Regions from separate parts of the Mus musculus genome. Here region 1 is linked to region 2. A link is a contact called in public Hi-C data. All regions are on one chromosome and are shown on one strand. The core of a region is the stretch at or near the end of the contact, and the rest is flanking DNA. Distances in the headings are between cores, read along the strand shown. Region 1 overlaps Pbx4 (pre B cell leukemia homeobox 4). Region 2 has its middle 15 kb from the start of Homer3.

Region 1 (6,171 bases), core at 1,760-4,259, 420 kb before region 2:
ACAAAACACCCATACACACAAAATACATCTAAAAACATTTTCAGAAAGATTTTTAAAATGTAGTAAATGTGTAATGAATTTTAAGTTCATACAAGCATGCGTGTGTGTGTGTGTGTGTGTGTGTATAATAACATATATATATAAAATATAATAAAATGCCTCAGAGCTACATTTTGTGACAGGATAGACAGCGAAGGATAGTGGAAGGAAGGACAGACAGAAGGGTGTGAGTGTTAGCTGACTGTGACCCATATATAGGCAGGGTTGAATGGACTAAACTGGCTGGCTCAGACGGTGTCCCTTCCCATCTTCCTCCACATTGGCCTCTCGCAGACTGGAGGAGTGCGCTCCTGTCTCCAGCATAGAGCAGCTGCATCCCCTGCTAGACCCTCCAAACAAGCTCCAGGGATGTTTGTAGAACACAGGATCCATGACTAAGACACATCTGCTCATGACAGGCTGCTGCTTGTGGGAAAAAGGAAAATGGATTCTCTTTTTTAGAGCAGATCATGTCCCTTGGGGTGAGGTGGGTAGCGGTTGTTTTGTCTGTTTACATTCGGCCATTTATTTTATGTATGTATGTGAGCACTTGCAAGTACAGGACAAGGGACACCTTGCAGAAATGGGGAATTGACTCAGGTCCCCTGCATAGTGACAGGATCCTGTACTGCATGAGCCACCTCACCAGCCCAGGAGCTGTCTCCAAGCTGTCCTCAAATTCACTGTGTAGTCAAGGATGGCCTTGAACTCCTGTCCTTACGGCCCCAGGGCTGGGAAGTGGTTTTTCTGTTTCTGTGAAAACTGCTGATGGAATTTTGATGGGGATTACATCGAATCTATAGATTGCTTCTTGCAGTATAGCTATCTTCACAACACTGAGCCATGCACATGGGAGGTCTTTCTGTCCTCTGGTTCCTTCCTTCAGTGTGCCATAGGTTATTGTCCTGACTACTCCCCACTAAGGTTATCTCTTAGGACTGAGGACTCTCCAGGTTCTCGATCTGTTTGAGTCATAGTCTCTCTATATGTGCTGGCTGCATTTTCTTGGGACTCGTCAGGCAACAAAAGCTCTGAAATGTTAAGGTACTTCTGGTTGCCAGAAGTTTCCACTCAGCCAGAGCATGCAGACTCAGCAGGAACGGACAAGCTGCTTTAAGAAGGCAGGGTGAGACCCTAAGTTTGGAAATTCCTCACAAGAGTAGGGAGTGGGGGGCTCCAAGCAACCTGGTCGAAAGAGAAAGTAGCAAGCTTGATGGGTTGTCTGGAGACACAGGCCTCTGTACCTCACACTGTGGCAAAGGCAACTTATCTCAGTCTATCTGAGCAACCTGACAGACTTCCCTAGGTCACAACAATGAAGGCAGCTGCAGATTCCAGGCCTGGGGAGGGAGGGCTGTTTCCTGCTTCCAGACGACTGACTCAGGGGCAAGGTGTTCTTTGGTGCCTCACCTGCCCAACACCCCCTCTTCTCAAGGGAACCCTTTAAAATATATTTTTGGGGGGGTATAGCGTTTGAGACAGGGTTTCTCTGTGTAGCCCTGGCTATCCTGGAACTCTCAGAAATCCACCTGCCTCTGCCTCCCAAGTGCTGGGATTAAAGGCGTGTGCTACCATTGCCCTGCTTAAATTTTTTATTTTATTTTATTTTATTTTATTTTATTTTATTTTATTTTATTTTATTTTATTTTATTTTATTTTATTTTGGTTTTTCGAGACAGGGTTTCTCTGTGTAGCCTTGGCTGTCCTGGAACTCTCAGAAATCCGCCTGCCTCTGCCTCCCGAGTGCTAGGATTAAAGGCGTGTGCCACCACGCCCTGCTCAAATTTTTTATTTTAAATAAACATATAATATGTTAGATATTAATGATATTCTTGAACTTGGTGTGGTTTTGTGGTTTTCTTCTTGTAGCTAGCATCCTCACCCAGGGCTCTGCCCCTTCCACCCCTCCTCATTGCTGTGTTCTTCCCTTCCTGACCTCGGGAGCCAGGATTCACTCACACCGGTTTTCATTACAGGCTAGGATCTGAGGAGGAAGGACAGACACCCTTTTGTCTTTATTTTTTAGACTAATAAAACATCTACCTACTTTGGAGGGGTTGGGTGTGTGTTCAGTCAGCAGACGCTTTGCTCTGGAGTCCCCTCTCCTGCTACTGTGTGGATCCTAGGGCTTGAACCCCTGTTTCTCTGAGTTTGTTACCCCTTTCCCGAGCTATCCATTTTCCTGCAAAATTCACAATTTTATTGTTCTTTACAGCTGAATAATAATCCATTGTGTATATGTATGACTTTTTAAATTTTTTCAGTTTTTACTTTACTCATTTTTTGTTTTGTTTTGTTTTGTTTTGTTTTGTTTTGTTTTGTTTTGTTTTGTTTTTCGAGACAGGGTTTCTTTGTATAGCCCTGGCTGTCCTGGAACTCACTCTGTAAACCAGGCTGGCTTTGAACTCAGAAATCCACCTGCCTCTACCTCTCAAGTGCTGGGATTAAAGGCGTGCACCACCACCACCCGGCACTTTACTCTTTTTATTGTGTGTGTTTGGGTGTGTCACCGGTACGCATATCTGTGCACCACGTGTGTGCCTGGTGCCCAGGAGGAGGCACTGGATCTTCTGAAACTGGAGTTAGATGGTCATTAGCCACCATGCGGATGCTGAGAGTTGAGCCTAGGTCCTCTAGAAGAATAATAGCTAGTGCTCTTAACCTCTGAGCCATCTGTTCAGCCCTACACTACATTTATCTTATCCATGTTTCTGTTGATGGGTACCTACATCATCTTGCCATCATGAATAGGGGAACTGTGAACATGGATGTACGAGTGTCTCTGTGTTAGGGTATGGACTGTTAGATGCCCAGTAGCTGGGTCATATGGTAATTCTATTTTTAATTTTTTGAGGAAGCGCTACAGATTTCTATAATAGCTATACTAATTTAGTCTTCCACCAGCTTCCTTTTGACATTTATTATTTATTTGTGTGTGTGACTCAGCACATATACAATCAGAGGACAACTTACAGATTGCCTCTTTTCCTTGTGGGCCCCAGGGATGGCTGCAAGCATCTAGGCAGCTACAGCGCCTCTTCACCCTGGGCTTGCTTTTCCAAGGGTGTGGGCTTTTGTTACAAGGCTTTCCACTCAGGAAAAGGCTCACCAGCCCTTAGTGAAGCCTCACTTTCATGCTGTGACTGGGCACTAGGTTTCTGTAGGTGGGTAGCTGAGGGACAGAGCACGTGTCTGCTGTGGCTAGGCCCTCTGTTCCATTCCTAGTACCACAAGGAAACAAAGGCACCCAGAACATTCAGCCTACACCACAGCTGCACAGGGCTGTTCCCTCCTCCAGCTTCTCTCTGTAGCACCCTATCTGATCCATTGCATGCAAGTTCACCGGAGAGCTGTCCTGCCTGACGTACCACCGCATTGTCTTTTAGATGTTATTTAATGCTTTAGTTTTTAGGGCATGGTATACTCTATGGTTCAGGTTCTGCCTCAGCCTTCCCAGCTCTGGGATCACAAATCTGTGCTGCCCTTTCTGTGGCAGGAGGTGCCTGAGGCAGGGTCTGACTCTGTAGCCCAGGCTGGCCTTGAATTTGAGGTCCTCCTCCTGCCTCTGCCTTCTGAATCTTGAGATTATACAGGTGTGCACCACCATTCCTGACTAGGTTTCACAGTAGTATTTCCTAAGGTTAAGGGTGCCACCTCACTCTCCCATTGGAAAATTCATGAAGAGGCTGGACCAACATCTGCTAATGCTTTTAAAAGCAGGTTCCATCTGTGAGATTTTTAGCCTATAAATGTGATAGATTACATTGATTATTTTACTTGTGTGTATGTTTTTTTTTTTTTTTATTTGTGAGTCTATCGGCTGTGGGGGCTGGGGTGGCGCCGTCCTCAGAAGCCTGAAGAGGGCAGTGGATCCTATGCCACTGGGGCACCTGTTATTCGTCAGCTTTGTGACAAAAGGTGCTGGGAGCTGACCTCAGGTCCTCTGCAAGAACAGCCAATGTTCTCAAGACCACTAAATCATCTTCTAGGCTCCTGACATCAGTTGACTTTTTAAAAATGTACAACATGCCAGGCAGTGGTGGCGCACACATTTAATCCCAGTACTTGGGGAGGCAGAGGCAGGCAGACTTCTGAGTTCGAGGCCAGCCTGATCTACAGAGTGAGTTCCAGGACAGCCAGGGCTACACAGAGAAACCCTGTCTCGAAAAACAAACAAAACAAACAAACAAACAAACAAAAAAGCACTTTAAGCCCACAGTGCAGGCTGCATGCACATAAGCATGCATGAACCCCCTTCAGAAGGGAAATCAACTGGGGGAGATCTCCACCTCAGCTGCTGTTCAGCTGAAGTTGCTAAATGAGAGCAGAAAACATTTTTTGAGGCACACATGCATGTGTATGTGTAGGCCAGAGGAAGACATTCTCTACTGGATTCCTTGTAGATGGGGTCCTCACTGAACCTGAAGTTGGCCATTTTGGTTCCACTGAATGGCCAGTGAGCTCCCAGTCTGCCCTCCTTTGACCTTTAGCCCTGGGCTATGTAGTCATGCCTAGGTTATAAATGCACTTATTTTTATTTATGTGTATATATGCTATGTGTAGGTAACTGTGGAGGATCCTGGTTCACCCCTGCACTGAGAAATGTCTTAGACAAACATACATAATAGGACTCTAGACCCTCCTGCCTCACTTCCCAGTGAAACATTTGGAAAGGAAAGTATTCCCCAAGTACTGTGAGAATCCTTATGAGAATCCTTTCCAAACTAATGTGGAGCTGCCATTAAAAAACCTGGGTATAAAGCCAGGTGTAGTGACACATACCTTTAATCTCAGCACTCAGGAGGCCAAGGCAGGTGGATCTCTGTCAGTTCAAGGCCAGCCTGGTCCTCAAAATGAGTTCCAGAGAAACAGAGACAGAGAAACCCTGTCTCCAAAAGAACAAAACAAAACAAGTTCTAAAATTATATATCCAAACTACTTAGCCTCACATAGAACAATGGTGAGAAATGAAGCTTGGTGCTCTGTCCCCAGCAGCCCTAACTTCCTCAGTGTCCCTGAGACATCATCATGACAGGGCTACCACATGCAGGTTACAGCAGGACCGAGGAACATTCTCTATCAAACATGAGCCCTATTCTACCAACTGTAGATCATAGCTCCTGATTTTTACCTGTCATTTCCAAACAATTCTAAGCAATTATGTGGCAGCTTGCTTTTGTTAGGGAGCTCCAATTTTAAGTCACTGGGAGTCTGATTTTAGACATATGTGCAGAGTTCTTGCCTCTGAATGACCAGCAGTCCTTTAGCAGGCCTCGCCAAGTGTAACAGTGTTGCAAAACAAACTGAAATGGGCTAATTGTTCATAGTTAGGTTTTATGAAAGAGCTGGTAAATGCCACGTGTGGAGGGTCAAATGGGAGTCCAAGCCTATGTTCTGCTGGAGATAGCTTTCCAGGTGCATACTTGCTCACTCTGTCTCTTTCTCTCTCTCTCTCATTAGCCCAGTCTCATTCTACATATCAATCCAGTCATTTTACTCCAGGTTTCCTTTTGTTTATCCTATGAATCAGCATTCCTTGATCCCAGCTCCTAATTCTCCCAAGACAGCAAGCACACATTTCCTTTTAACTTTGCAAAAGTATTCAGAAATCAGCCTGCCTCTGTTAAGATATCTTGGTGGGACTCAGTCCTGAAATTACCAATTTCTACCACACCTGGGCTTGGATGCGCTTTATCCCAGGCTGACCTTGAACTCAGGAACCTGCCCACCTTTGTCTTTCTGATCAGCTGGCTCTTGAATGCAGCTGCTTCTGTTCTTTTAGATTTGGGAATCTCCTCATAATTCGTATTTCATCCTTATTTTTTGCATAGTTGAGAAATTATATCTTTTTGAATTCATGTTTTTAGAGTTCTTTTCCATAGCTTTATGAGCTGTCCTGAAGGTCCCAGCATTTACCATTTTGCTGAGACATTAGCCACACCTTTAACTCCTGGACTTGTTCTGTTGGATTATCATGGAGGCAACAGTAGGAGGGAGGACATTCCTTAAAGGAGGAATGTAAAATATGTGCATTACTATATAAACAAGCTTTATGTCTATAGCCCTTGACACTCCTGGAGGCCCATGTCTGCTGGCCCTGTCCCAGGGGCAGGGACCATGTCATTCTGTCCC
Region 2 (5,817 bases), core at 2,360-4,859:
ATGGTGGCACATGCCTTTAATCCTAGCACTCGGGAGGCAGAGGCAGGTGGATTTCTGAGTTCGAGGACAGCCTGGTCTACAGAGTGAGTTCCAAGACAGCCAGGGCTACACAGAGAAACCCTAAAAAGAATTGGTGGGCTAGCGCAGTGGCTCAGCAATCAGGAGCACTGGCTCCTCTTCCAGAGGTCCTGAGTTCAATTCCCAGCAACCACATGGTGGCTCACAACCATCTGTAATGAGATCTGATGCCCTCTTATGATGTGTCTGAAAACCAGGACAGTGTACGAGTGCTAAATAAATAAATCGTTAAAAAAAAAACAAAACTGGTGCAGGTAATGTATGCATGGTGAGTGAATGTGGCTGTGTATGCCATCAGCCTGTGTGGGGGATGGGAGGTCAGTTCTCTCTGACCATGTGAGACGGGTTACACTCAGGTTATCAGCTTAGCAGCGAGCACCATTACCCACTCTACTGGCCCATCATTTAAAATACTGGGCCTACATGTATGTCTATACCATGTGCATGCCTGGTGCCTGCAGAGGCCAGAACAAGTCATCAAATCTCCTGGAACCATAGTTACAGATAGTTGTCAGTCACCACTAATTGCTGGGACTCAAATCCTGATCTTCTGGAAGAGTGGCCAGGGCTCTTAACCACTGAGTCCTCTGGTCCCTTAGAATAATCTTGTGCTTGTATTTGTTTTTCGTTGTTATTCTTGAGGCAGTGTCTATTGTCCTGTTTGTCCTGGAACTCCGTATGTAGGCCAGACTGGCCTTGAACTCACAGAGCACTGGGATTGAAGACGTGCACCATCATTCTCAGCCCCTTAAAGTATTCTTGTTTTGTTGTGTTTTGTTTGTGTTTGTTTGTTTGTTTGGAGTCAGGGTTTCTCTGTATAGCCCTGTCCTGGAACTCACTTTGTAGACCAGGCTGGCCTCAAACTCAGAAATCTGCCTGTCTCTGCCTCCCAAGTGCTGGGATTAAAGGCGTGCACCACCACGTCTGGCACCCTTAAAGTATTCTTAAGGGAAACATTTATATATTGCGGCTGAGCAATGGCCTAGCTGCCAGTGACACTTTTTATTTTTTTAATTTTTTTGTTCTTCCAGACAGTTTCTCTATGTAGCCCGGCACACACAGAGCCTTGGAACACACTCTGTAGATCAGGTGTCCAACCCAGAGATCTCTACTCGCAGAGATCACCTGCCCCTGCCTTCCTTGTACTGGGAAGTGTGCCACCACCATCTGACTATTTTTATTGTATGTCTAATTGTATGTAAGTGTACCATGGCATGCCATGTCCCAGGAAACCAGAAGCTGTCAGACATCCCACCCCACCCCCATATCTAGAATTATAGTTGATACTGAGCTGCCAGGTGGGTTCTGGGGATCAAATCCTGGTCCTCTAGAAGAGCAACCACTGCTCTTAATTACTGAGTCATCTCTCTAGACTCTTGGTTTAGTTTTTGAAACAAGGTTTCACTACACCAAACCACTGGCCTGGAAGTCAAGCTACCATCAAACTCAGAACTCCGTCTGCCTCCTAAATGTGGGGTTAAATGTGTATCTTAACACATTGTAGAATAACGTGATAGTACACATGCATACACAGGTTGTCATGAAACACACCTCTTGCATCCATTTGGCTCTTCTTGCCAAGCCTCTGGCAATGGATCCCAGAGTTGAGGGACCCTGCCCCAGTGCCCAGCTCTTTATCCCACCCCTAGCCTTCTACTATCTGAAGTGGGGCGATGGGCAGAGGGAAAGGGAAGCAGGCTCACCTGCTCCTTCCTACAGTCCATACAGTCCTGCACGGACATCACTGGCCTGTAGTCCAGAAGCCCCTGACTGACCCTGCAGGATCTTGAGCCCCTGGTGGAGTAGCAGGGGCCCCCCGTTGATGGTCAGTGGAGGGGCTGCCCACAGTTACCGAGTAAGCAGGAATGGGCTTCTGCTCACTACTGCTCCTTCCTTCCACCTTGGGGGCCCAGACTCAGGAGCTGGGGCCATCGGCCTGACAGCTGTCCACATTTTACAACCAAGGAAGCAGATCTAAGAAGAGCTGAATTGCTCAATTCTTCAGGGCATATTTTCCCGTGCTTCCTACTTAATGGGGGTTAATATCCTGGCCCAGAGGTCAGGAGCCTCCTGGTTCTGAATATGAATTGTGGACAAGGAAGGTCCCTGCATCCCAGCCACTCTGCCTAGGCTGATTCCAGCCACTCTCCCAGCAAACTCATTTCCAGTCTGCCTTTCATTGATATGAAAACAGGAGCTGTCTATCTGGAACCCAGGCTGGCCTGGAACCTGTGATTCTCTTGCTTCAGCTTCCCAAACGCCGGGAATGACATGAGTGTACCATCACCCCATCTCACGTATTATCATTGTATTTATAATAGTGGGAGTTTCAGCACCAGATGTATAAACTGAGGACATAGCCACTCTAAGATAAGGTTGTGGGCAGGGTTTTTATTGTAGATAGGAGTACAGCTAAAGACATCTGGGACAGTCCTGAGTAAGGACACAGAGTAACAGAAGGAACACAGTCAGCAGACTGAACTGGGGTGGGAGAGAGGAGAGAGTGGGCAAAGGTGACCCTCAGAGGTCATGACTGGAATAACAGGGTTCTATAGAAATGAGAAGTAGGAGGAAGGGAAGCCCTTGAGCTGAAGAAGCTTAGGGTTGGGAAAACCTAAGCGAAGAGCTGAGGGGGACCTGAGTGAGCCTGGAAGCCAGCAGACGCGTTGGTATGCCAGTAGGCACCACAGTTAGCCATTTATCCTGAGTTCCTTCTGGGCCTGACACTGTACAAATAAGAACAGACTGAGACAAGAAGATCACAAGAGGCCAGAAATTCAGACCTAGCTCTAGTGACACCCCCAACAATGAAGGTGAGTGTCAACACCTTCAATCTTAGTGTCTGAGTCCAGTCTAGGCTACACACTGAGATACTGTCCAAAAAAGAAGCGGAGGGGTCGTTAGGAGAGGAGGAAAGTCCCATACAAGTTACTCTCTGGTGTTTAGTGTTCAAAGGGGACTGAGCTCGCCTCCTTTGGTCTGTGGGATTTGCTGGTTTGCCCATTGACAGATGAAGGCTCAGCAGGAGTCTAGGCAGACAAGGCTGAGATACTTGGTCTTGGGATGGTTTTGACAAAAGGCCTCTCACCACGAGAGTCCTGGAGCAATTAAAGCCCTGGGACTAGGCCTCTGATTGGAGTGGTTTGGGCATGCTGTGCCTAGAGCCCAGGGCCTCTCACATACTAGGCAAGCGCTGTTCACAGAGGCCCCTTGGCTTATCTTAGAGTCTCCTACATGTACAGCCTTGAGTTCCAACCCTGTCTCCTCTGGGATGGCAGCCATGTACCACCACACCCAGCTTCCCAGAGAAGCTTTCAGTAACCTGCATGCCCTTAGATCAAGAAGATCCTTGTGTGGGTGGTATGGGTGCTGTCCACTCCCCAGCCTGGACCATGTGGGAAGGAGAGTGCCTGCACAGCTCCAAGAGGAGCCAAGGAAGAAGGCAAACAGGAAGTGTGACAACGGTGCCAGGCGAACATGCTGAAGGAACTACAACCGCCAGCTTATGTTTAGGAAGCAGCTGTGGTACACTGAGAGAAAAGCCTCTGATTTGAACTGAACGCTGTCTTCCTGTGCCAGCGGGTGAAAGACAGACACAGTTCCTCTCACCACATATTTAAGGAGCACACTGGTTCCCACCCCACATCGGAGACCACAATGAAATTAGAAGCTGCAGGGTTTATTTAAAGGATACCTCCACAGTACAAGGAGTGGGAGAGTGGGAGAAAAACAAGACTCTGAGGCCTGGAAGGAGGACCCAGAGCAGGAGCACAGCAGGTGAAGGAAACAGCTCGTGCAAAGGTCTTGTGATGAAAATAATCGAGGCTGTCAGGGGTGTGAATTCCTTCCCACCACACCTGAGAGTTTTTAAAAGATATATTTGTGTCTTTGTGTGGGAGTGAGTACAATGCCCAAGGAGGTCAGAAGAGGGCGCTCCATCCCCCCAAGGAGGCCAGGAGAGGGTACCACATCCCCTGGAGCTCGAGTGACAAGTGCCTATGAGTTCCGATATGATCCTCCACTAGAGTCTCCAATCCCAGAAAAAGTGAGAAACATTTGACCATGAATTGTTCCCCCACAGATTTGCAGGTTGAACACTTGTTCCTCAGTGGATGTGTTCTCGAAGGGTTCTGGAAATGAGAGTTGGGGCATCTCCTGAATGGGACCACAGAGGGCCTTCAGGAATAGAAGTGGATGGAGCAAGAGCTTTGTGGTCTTGGTGCGGAGGGGGTGGGGGGGGCAGGTCTTGAGCATATGACAGAAGCCCAACCTGAGTGTGCCCATAAGGAGGGGTCATGTCCTCTGGAGGTAAGTGTTAAGTGGCTTGGGTACTGAGAGCCAAGCTCTGGCCCTCCACAAGAGCAGCAAGTGCTCTAAGCCTCTGGACACTTCCAGAGCCTAGGCTGTACTTTGTGTGTGTGTGTGTGTTCAGAAGACTCTAAGCAGTGGTGGCGCACACCTTTAGTCCCAGCACAAAGGAGGCAGGGGCGGATTACTGAGCCTGAGGTCAGCCTGGTCTACAGAGTGAATTCCAGGACATCCAAGGCTTCACAGATCAACCCTGTCTCAAAACAAAAACAAAACATACTTGGGTCTCTTTTGTAACTTAGAGCAAGGCAGTGCTGCATAGACCCTGCAGGTCCTCCCCACACTTTCAGCCCTCGTCAGATGGCCTAGGGCAGTGGTCCCCAATCTTCCTATGCTTCCGCCCTTTAATATAATTCTCCATATTGTGATGACACTCAAGCTTAAAAATTATGTGCCCCCCCCTCCTTTCTGCATCCTCTGCCGCCATGGCACCTGTGAAAAAGCTTGTGGTGAAGGGGGGGGGGAGTCAAAAAAAAAAGCAGGTTTGAAGTTCACCCTTGACTGAACTCATCATTTGCTGCCAATTTTGAGCAGTTCCTCCAGGAGAGAATCAAGGTGAATGGGAAAGCTGGCCATCTTGGCGGAGGGGTTGTGACCATCAAGCAGAGCAAGGTCATTGTCACTTCCGAGGTGCCTTTCTCCAAAAGGTATTTGAAATGGCTCACCAAAAAAAAAAAAAAAAAAAAAAGCATTTGAAGAACAACCTCTGAGACTGGCTGTGTGTTGTCAGCAAAGCAAAGAGAGTTACTTCCAAAGCTGTATTCCAGATGAACCAAGATGAAGAGAGGAGGAGGGAAGGATTAAGACACATTGGTCTGCAATGTTTCCTATTAATTCATAAATAATATGTAGAAACCTTAAAAAGTATTTCATGCCTGACAGTGGTGGCGCATGCCTTTAATCCCAGCACTTGGAAGGCAGAGGCAGTAGATCTCTGAGTTTGAGGCCAGCCTGGTCTACAGAGTGAGTTCCAGGATAGCCAGGACTACACAGAGAAACCCTGTCTCAAAAGAAAAAAAAAAAAGAATATTCATTGCCACTACATGTAATTTTGCTACTATTTTGCTTCATAGTGTCAATATCTGTAGTTTCCAGTGGTCTTTTGAGGTTGAGAACCAATGGCCAAGAACATGCAAGAGCTAATGCACACTTGCTACACAAGCAACTGGGAAAGGGCCTCTCCTCCATGCTGTGACCTTTCTGCAGCGGTGGCCTCTGGAGAGTCCATACTTTCCTCTGGCCTGTGACTGTCATCCTTGCCATTCCTCCCCAGAGTGTGTGGAAAGACAGAAGCCACCGGTGGGGGATGAAGACACACTGACTGCACATGTTAGTGAGGACTGTCTCCTTTCTGGAATGTTCAGGCAGCCA

The links. Hi-C and Micro-C count contacts between places; a contact is called where the count stands out from the background.
Region 1: a contact with region 2 is called in a Hi-C map of bone marrow-derived macrophages, with 21 read pairs. The contact joins two enhancer-like sites. A contact is called at or near these places in 2 of 39 promoter capture datasets (cranial neural crest and maxillary cranial neural crest) and 1 of 484 Hi-C or Micro-C datasets (bone marrow-derived macrophages).

What each region holds. Positions count from the first base shown.
Region 1 is chr8:69,841,787-69,847,957 of GRCm38.p6, forward strand. All of the region lies in intron 1 of Pbx4 (pre B cell leukemia homeobox 4), which reads left to right. Among named protein-coding and RNA genes, the nearest start is that of Pbx4, 12 kb to the left of the region's middle. Within about 2 kb of position 3,010, at least 13 of the 459 cell types and tissues checked have an H3K27ac peak or open chromatin away from gene starts, as enhancers often do. A contact at or near this core is called in bone marrow-derived macrophages, where this site is marked.
Region 2 is chr8:70,265,397-70,271,213 of GRCm38.p6, forward strand. No RefSeq gene overlaps it. Among named protein-coding and RNA genes, the nearest start is that of Homer3, 15 kb to the right of the region's middle. Within about 2 kb of position 3,610, at least 46 of the 459 cell types and tissues checked have an H3K27ac peak or open chromatin away from gene starts, as enhancers often do. A contact at or near this core is called in bone marrow-derived macrophages, where this site is marked.